2 separate regions of the Danio rerio genome follow, and region 1 is linked to region 2. Evidence: chromatin contacts called from public Micro-C data. All regions are on one chromosome and are shown on one strand. Each heading gives the region's core, a stretch centred on a gene start, on an enhancer-like site or on the middle of the called end of the contact. The rest is flanking DNA. Distances are from core to core; before and after follow the strand shown. Region 1 holds the start of kif4 (kinesin family member 4). Region 2 holds the start of brcc3 (BRCA1/BRCA2-containing complex, subunit 3).

What was found. Hi-C and Micro-C count contacts between places; a contact is called where the count stands out from the background.
Region 1: a contact with region 2 is called in a Micro-C map of caudal fin, with 5 times the contacts expected there. The contact joins the promoter of kif4 here to the promoter of brcc3 in region 2. A contact is called at or near these places in 1 of 18 Hi-C or Micro-C datasets (caudal fin) and 2 of 4 datasets of contacts at active chromatin or transcription factors (embryo and gastrula embryo).

What each region holds. Positions count from the first base shown.
Region 1 is chr21:48,985,140-48,989,721 of GRCz12tu, forward strand. kif4 (kinesin family member 4) reads right to left here and starts at 2,882. Exons shown (of 31, transcript NM_200823.1): 1 at 2,678-2,882; 2 at 1,243-1,366; 3 at 1,036-1,150. The coding sequence starts at 1,365. It overlaps rnf121 (ring finger protein 121), which reads left to right and starts at 3,497. Exons shown (of 9, transcript NM_001308556.1): 1 at 3,497-3,603. The coding sequence starts at 3,529.
Region 2 is chr21:48,840,532-48,844,697 of GRCz12tu, forward strand. It overlaps brcc3 (BRCA1/BRCA2-containing complex, subunit 3), which reads right to left and starts at 1,769. Exons shown (of 8, transcript NM_001423851.1): 1 at 1,559-1,769; 2 at 1,355-1,474. The coding sequence starts at 1,744. cmc4 (C-x(9)-C motif containing 4 homolog (S. cerevisiae)) reads left to right here and starts at 2,524. Exons shown (of 2, transcript NM_001303002.1): 1 at 2,524-2,660; 2 at 2,746-3,036. The coding sequence starts at 2,603. The coding sequence ends at 2,882. It overlaps fundc2 (fun14 domain containing 2), which reads right to left. Exons shown (of 6, transcript NM_001005954.1): 6 at 3,978-4,166.

The sequences.
Region 1 (4,582 bases), core at 1,632-4,131, 150 kb after region 2:
TGTACAGTAGTTAATATTGTGGATTATACGAAGACAATTTTATCTAAAACATATGTTTGTTTGTTTGTTGTCAAAATTTTTTAAAAGGTCTGAAATAAATCTGGGAAGTTTTTGTACTCCTTGGTTTCCAGTGTGGTTGTGGAAAATCTCCATTTCAAGCGCTTCCCCTTAGCCCTATGCTATTAAGCTAAAATGAATTGGGACATCCCAAACCCGTCCCCTGAATGCACAAAAGCAAGCAAAGGGCTAAGGGGTAGAATTGGGATTGGGCCAAAGTCTTTGTTGCCTCCAGAATTGGTCCTGGGACTGCTTTAGGCCATGTCTACACTAATCCGGACAAATTTGAAAACGGAGTTTTCCTCTAAAAACGCTTCACGTCCACACTGTCGTTTCCATTCGTTTTCCAAAACTTTGTCATCCACACTGAAACGACTACCAATGCTTTCAACCTGTACTGCGCATGCGTGAAACGTAAGACGCTTCGTCACGCATCATTTCCGGCTGACGTTTATTTTCTTTCCGGCTCTTTAAAACGTTGCGGCAAAATGTCAAGGAAAAGCACAGAGTTTTTTAAATGGACTGACAATGAAGTAGAGTTGCTGCTTCGAGTAACACATGAATACAAAGTTGCAAAAGAGAGTGGAAATGTAGACTGGGAGACGTGCCAAAACAAATATGCCGATATACTGGACCGCTTTGAAGAACAGTATCCTGCTGATGACGCTGCTTACCCTCACAGTAAGGACGACATCACTAAAATCATAATCACAACGAAAATAAAGTAAACGAATTAGTAACATGACTGAGTGTCACATGACAAAAAACGCGTCATCGTTTTCGAAAGACTCCGTTTTCACAGTCTACACTACGACACGAAAAAGTCGTTTTCAAATTTATCCACTTTGGAGAGCGTTTTCAAAAAGATACGTTTTTGTTTCCTAAAAACGCGTCTCAGTGTGGATGGAAGGGCAAAACGGAGACAAAAATATGCGTTTTCAAATGAAAACGCATTAGTGTGGACATGGCCTTACAAACCTTTAAAAAGTCCAGATAATAAAGGAGACACCGCAGTGTTGAAAACTTCCTCCTGTTCTGTTGTGGGGTCAAACACATAATCAAAAGTGAACGCCTTGTCGTTGCCAACAATCACCTGAAATAAAAGGAGAAAAAAAAATGACTATTAGGATTTAACAGCATGACATGATGCACAAGTGTTAAAGGAATGACCTGACACACACAGACCTGAGGTTCACTGGGTACAAAATTAAGACAGCACTGGCATCCCTCATTGATCTCTTTGGGCACCAGAGGTCTGCATCTCAATGCAACCCTCACGGGAATGGCCTTCTCGTCCTCCTTGGTCATTCTGGAAAAGCACATGATGTTGAATTACAAATTACAATCACATATCGTCTAACAAAGACAGTGCGCACAGAGCAAGACGAGCCCATTAGAGAGTTTCTGCAGGTTTCACCAAGTCAAATTTGAGACTTGAGACCTTTTTACCACCATTATAGATTAAATGTCAAAGGTGTACAGGGCTAAACGCTAAGGATTTATTGTAATGGGCCAGTGGAAACGATATTACTGGATTAAAAAAAAAAAATCAATAAATACAAATTGAGATTTTCTAGCCAAATTATAAATAATGTGTGTTAAAACAAGTAAACTGCTCTGTGTCAGCTGTTATGGAGATAGAGGGGGAAAGTGGATGAAATGTTTCAACATCGACAACAGTTTCACAAATGTTTTTTAGCAAATAAAAAAATAATAATAATAATACAATTTGACACTATTTAAAATGCATATATGATTATGAACTAAACTCTTCAAGCATGAGCTCTAAATGTGGGATGACAGTTCAATCGACTTTTTTCTATATTATTTCAATTATATAGCCTCAAAATTTAAATTTCAACTTTATATTATATCTAAACTCTTTACAATATCTATATAAGTTACGTGTCTGGGAAATACACAACTTAAGCCAAGTTCAGACTTTAACCTTCATAATAGAATTTCAGGAATGTATTTATGCTAAATCTAAATAGTGAAATAATATTATCAGGTAATGACTATCAAAGTACAACACTGTTGACGGTCGAATAGTGCTAATGTTGTTTTGAAGTCATACTTATATGCAATTTCAGACCCAAGATTCAAAGTTGGCGTGGTAAACAATATTGAGAGGGTGTCAAGTTGTGGTTATTATAATAGGTGATTATAATTAATCTGTATAAACCTTTTAAATTCTGTTTTAGTATTTTATTGAACGCCAAAGTCCAAATATGTGTGAATATGAAACCACCTTCAACATTGCCTCAATAATAAAAACACTAGCTTTATGAAACTAATAACGTTAACGTTATAGCAGACAGCTCATAAATAGCTGTTTACAGTAACAAACAAAAAAAGGTTAGGCAAGGTTTAACAACTTTTGTCCACTAATGTGTGTATTAAACATAGTTAAAGTAAATAACTTGATTAAAGAAATACAATACAACGGGCCTAAAGCCTGACCGCACTTGACGCAATTATCCACAAACATCAAATACACTTTCTAATTTAACGTCACATGTATATAATGACTACACTCGAACTAAACATCGAAAAACTGTAAAAAAAATAGAAATAAAGAGCTTTAAGAACTGTGATATTATTGTGAACTCATCCTCACCTTCCGCTCTGCGTCAACCGCTATGGAGCTCGAAGAGAAAAGCGCATTAAACGTTATTTCTTACACAATATCGACAACAGTTTCAAACTAAACGACATAAATCATAATCCTAGTCGCCCTCGCATGAAAGTGCTATATTAAACAGACTCAAATAGACGCCGATAAAAGTTCCAGATGGATTAATCCGGGAATAGCGTTTATTTCTGAGTCGGAGGAAAGATCCTGCCCGCCACTTTCAAATAAGCAGCTCCACCTCCGGCGTCATGACGTCATCACGCAAATACACGTTCGACCTCACCGATTGAGTAAACAGAGCAACATTTTGGAGAGTACAGTTTTTTTATTGAACCAAAAGATTTTAAAAACACAAGACTTCTTTTATATTCTCAAGCAGAAAATTAAAAGTGACATTAATGTGAAAGTTCTACTACAAACGGATTAATTCTGTTTATAATGATTTCTCTTTATATTATAGATGTAGGTTTTGGGGTTTTACCAGGGTATTGCACTAAGCAAACGTTAAATATATTCATTCATTCGTTTTCTTTTCGGCTTAGTGCCTTGATTAATCCGGGGTCGATTAATAAAGATAATTTAATACATAATACGAATGATTATTATTAACTTCGAGCCGCAGCTGTATCCCTTCCATAGATATATACAGTATATAGTGTAAACATCTATGTTAGGCATACAGCTGCGGCATCTGTTCCAGCAACAGCTCCACTCCAGCACAGCAGCCGGCGGTGTGCGCTAGTGCAGCAGAAGAAAAAGGAAGCATAACCCGGAAGCGTTGTGTCCAGTCTGCTGCAACGACTGCATCGGCTGTTAGCAGGGCTGTAAGCCTAAAGATGGCAGGGGTGTTTGAGGTGGAGGTTGACGGAGTTGAACACGATCATGGACACGGACATCACGAGGACGGCAAGGTGCGAATACACTCATAAAACACACAGCAGAACAGATATTATACTGTATATAATGACAAGCCATTCATTCCTCAGATGTACAGCAGAGGGGGTCAGGCTCACAGGCTGCTCAGTCCTCCATGCCTGATTATTACACTATTGCGAAGGAGAATACTGAGTTCTATAGGGATATGGGGATTATTGATGTAGTGCAGAGTACACTGTGGGGTTTGTTGTCACAGAAGCGCATTATTGTTTCTTTCCGTATTACTATTATTAGCAGTGCTGTCAAACGCTTCCGTTATCTATCTATCTATCTATCTATCTATCTATCTATCTATCTATCTATCTATCTATCTATCTATCTATCTATCTATCTATCTATCTATCTATCTATCTATCTATCTATCTGTCTGTCTGTCTGTCTGTCTGTCAGATTGTCTGTCTGTTTATCTGTCTGTCTGTCAGTCAGATTACCTGTCTGTCAGACTACCTGTCTGTCTGTCAGATTACCTGTCTGTCTGTCTGTCTGTCTGTCTGTCTGTCTGTCAGACTACTTGTCTGTCTGTCTGTCAGATTACCTGTCTGTCTGTCAGATTGTCTGTCTGTCTGTCTGTCTGTCTGTCAGACTACCTGTCTGTCTGTCAGATTACCTGTCTGTCTGTCTGTCTGTCTGTCTGTCTGTCTGTCTGTCTGTCAGATTATCTGTCTGTCTGTTTGTCTGTCTGTCTGTTGTCAGACTACCTGTCTGTCAGACTACCTGTCTGTCTGTCTGTCTGTCTGTCTTTCAGACTACCTGTCTGTCTGTCTGTCTGTCTGTCTGTCTGTCTGTCTGTCAGATTACCTGTCTGTCAGATTGTCTGTCTGTCTGTCTGTCAGACTACCTATCTGTCTGTCTGTCTGTCTGTTAGATTACCTGTCTGTCTGTCAGATTGTCTGTCTGTCTGTCTGTCAGACTACCTGTCTGTCTGTCTGTCTGTCTTTCAGACTACCTGTCTGT
Region 2 (4,166 bases), core at 519-3,018:
GTGTACAGTCTGTGTTTGTTTTTGTGTATGTATGTATGTATGTATGTATGTATGTATGCAGTGTGTGTGTGTCTGTTTGTGAAGTTCATGTGTGTGTGTTAGTTTGTGTGTATGTATTTAGTGTGTGTGTGTGTAGTGTCTATTAGTTTGTGTTTAGAGTGCCTGTTTGTTTAGTTTATGTGTGTGTGTGTGTGTGTGTGTGTGTGTGTGTGTGTGTGTGTGTTAGTTTGTGTGTATGCATGTATGTACTGTGTGTGTGTGTAGTGTCTATTAGTTTGTGTTTAGAGTGCCTGTTTGTTTAGTTTGTGTGTGTGTGTGTGTGTGTGTGTGTGTGTGTGTGTGTGTTAGTTTGTGTGTATGCATGTATGTACTGTGTGTGTGTGTAGTGTCTATTAGTTTGTGTTTAGAGTGCCTGTTTGTTTAGTTTATGTGTGTGTGTGTGTGTGTGTGTGTGTGTGTGTGTGTGTAGTGTCTGTTAGTTTGTGTGTAGAGTGCTTGTTTGTGTAGTTTATGTGTGTGCGTGTGTGTGTAGAGTGCTTGTTTGTGTAGTTTATGTGTGTGTGTGTGTGTTGTCTGTTAGTTTGTGTGTAGAGTGCCAGTTTGTGTAGTTTATGTGTATGTGTGTGTGTGTGTGTGTGTAGTGTCTGTTAGTTTGTGTGTAGAGTGCTTGTTTGTGTAGTTTATGTGTGTGCGTGTGTGTGTAGAGTGCTTGTTTGTGTAGTTTATGTGTGTGTGTGTGTGTGTGTGTGTGTATGTGTGTGTGTTGTCTGTTAGTTTGTGTGTAGAGTGCCAGTTTGTGTAGTTTATGTGTGTGTGTGTGTGTGTGTGTGTGTGTGTGTGTGTAGTGTCTGTTAGTTTGTGTGTAGAGTGCCAGTTTGTGTAGTTTATGTGTGTGTGTGTGTGTGTGTGTGTGTGTGTGTGTGTGTGTGTGTGTGTGTGTGTGTGTAGAGTGCCTGTTTGTGTAGTTTGTGTGTGTGTAGTGTCTGTTAGTTTGCGTGTAGAGTGCCAGTTTGTGTAGTTTATGTGTGTGTGTGCGTGTGTGTAGTGTCTGTTAGTTTGTGTGTTGAGTGCCAGTTTGTGTAGTTTATGTGTGTGTGTGTGTGTGTGTGTGTGTGTGTGTGTGTAGTGTCTGTTAGTTTTTGTGTAGAGTGCCTGTTTGTGTAGTTTATGTGTGTGTGTGTGTGTGTGTGTGTGTGTGTATGTGTAGTGTCTGTTAGTTTGTGTGTAGAGTGCCTGTTTGTGTAGTTTATGTGTGTGTGTGTGTGTGTGTAGAGTGCCTCTTTGTGTAGTTTATGTGTGTGTATGTGTGTGTGTGTGTGTGTGTGTGTGTGTGTGTGTGTGTGTGTAAGGATATCTCGGCCTCGGTGGACGCTGCTGACAGCTGTTCTGGTGAAATCTCCACTCGGTCTTTCCTCTTGTCTGAGCGCCGCAGGATGATCACTGAATGAATGTGCACTATACGGTTCGTGTCCACCTGACAGAGACATACAGGCGTTATAACGCTTCATAAACACACATAGAGCACAGCATATGTTGAAAAACACCCTTATAAACAAACCTCTCCGATGCAGAGCCCCATCACCTCCTCTTTCTCGGTGCTCAGCGCGTGGTTCATACACACCAGAAACGCGTCCGACTCTAAATGCACCGCGTTGACAGCCATCGCGAACAGTAAAGTATAAAATGTATGATATTCTGCTTTGATTAGTTTGTTTTTGTTTATTACTGTACTACACTTCCACATCCGCGAAAAGTGCGCTACATTCTATTCCTTCCGACAGGAAACAAACAGGCGGATGGCAACAGAGATGACGGTGTGTGTGTGTGATGATCGGGGAGAACTACACTTATAATCAGTTATTATTTATGTAATATAAATGGACATTATTATATAAAAAAAGGAAAACAGCTATGTTTTTTAAATGCTACAACTGACATAAACGCAAGTAAAATAATTCATAATACGCTTTATTTTGAAACAAGACGTTTAAACACTAATAATTACTATTTAGAAACCCTAATTTTATTAAGTTCCTTTGTGTTTCTTTGTAAATTCCTTTTCTTTACTACATTGAGTGACTTTTATGCAGGTTATGTTCAATAATGTGCTTTTTGCAGCAGAGGGCGACACAGAACTGGATTAAACGTGTTTGTGACTAAATCATTTGTTGATAATAAAACATAAGCACATGACAAAACTGACAGCTTTTATTAACAATATAGCTCAAAAGAATATATGAAGATAATACAAACTATTTTATTGACACTAGCATCAAATGTATTTACCGCAGGAACATGTTTTCTCACCGGAGGACATTTAGAGCAGGACACACAGCTGCGAGAATGTTTTCGTTTATTTATTAAATTGCCAATTAAATTGTCTTTTATTAGCACCAACACCCACCCCAACCTTAAACATACCCCTCACAGTGATGTTAAAAATAGCAATTATTGTTATACAGGGTATAAAAACACTAATAAAAACACTATATTGACATGCGCATGCGCAATGTCCTTGGTCACGTCCTTGTGTTTACAAACAGCGCTGAACAGCATTGACTGAAAACAAAGCTCGAAGTCGGAGTTCATTTCATAGAATAAGATGTCACAGAAAGATCCATGTCAAAAACAGGCCTGCGCCATACAGAAATGTTTACAAGGTAGCTTTATACGCTGTCATTACTGTGTTCACCTCGTCGTATACAGGAAAACTACAGGCTGTTGTGTGACTTTTGTGTTTATCAGCTAACAGATACATTGAAAGCCGCTGTGAGGATGTGATTCGGGCTATGAAGAAGTGCTGTGAGCTCCACACAGGAGAAAACTCTGTCTGCTGCTCTGGATTTGCCAAAGAAAACAAACCTACAGACCCAAAGACATGATTACATTCAACAGAAGGATCTACAGTATGTGTATATGCTGCTACACATCATTAAACACTGTCATTTAGTGGATTTAGCATTGAAATCTTACACTCATGTCTTTAATACTGGTATATTTCCACAAATAAACTCCATTTAAAGAGACAGTACACCCAAAAAGGTCAATTCTGTCATCATCAGTAGTTACGTGTACAGGTGCTGGTCATATATTCAGAATATCTTCAAGTCCATTCAAGAAGTGAAACTTGTATAATGTATACAGTCAATCCACACAGACTGATATATTTCAAGTGTTTATTTCTTTTTTTCTAAAAATTAAAAGTAATCTTTTACTATTTTAATGGAACGGTAATTTAATTACCGTAACTAGTAACTTTATTTATATTTAAATAAAAAAGCAGTGAGAGATTACTTTTAATTTATAGGTAACTTAATTACAATTATTTATAATATACTTGCCTTAAATACTGTACATTAATTCAAACAAGCAGAGTAATATATATTCTATTTTTAAACTACAGAATATTAAATAAACTAATCAAGAGAACTGAGAATATGCTTAATAAAAAAATAGAGAAATTAGTTCACGACAATATATTATAAGGTGTAAATTCAGAGAAGCAGAGTAATTGTAAAATATATTTCTAACTGATATTTTGCATATTAACTTAATTATTTTTAAATCAAAATTTCAGCGAAACGTTTTACTCGTCCGACAGCTACACATGCTTAATAAACAATCCGATTTAAATGCATGCAGTATATGTGTAAAATGGTGTCCATACATTGAAACGCTTTGATGCATATTTTGTTTACATTATGATTGTTATTTCTTTAAAGTAAAATACAAGGTACCGTTTTACTTAAACATAGTTTTAAAAATTTAGTTTAGTTTATATTGCTTATGCATTGAGATTCATGTAATTAGTATTTAATCACATAATTCAATTACTTATTGAGTGACTAGGTTATTTTATAGACAAATTAGAGAAGTCATTTAAATACAATTGCAATAACTAGCAATTAATGCAACTCCGAAGTAACATGCTCGACTCCGCATGTATTATTTATATCATCTATCATAGTGAATGGCACGTTTAAAGTTTATTTTATTGACGTAAAACAATGAACATCATTTGGACAAGTTCAGATTTCCTCAAGTTGGAAAATACAGCAGGGGTTTGTAATAATACAATTCATAATCAGATCACATAATAGGAAATAAAAGAAAGTCAAATATCATAAGCATAAGCTGCAATTTAGAAAAAATAGATGATATATAAA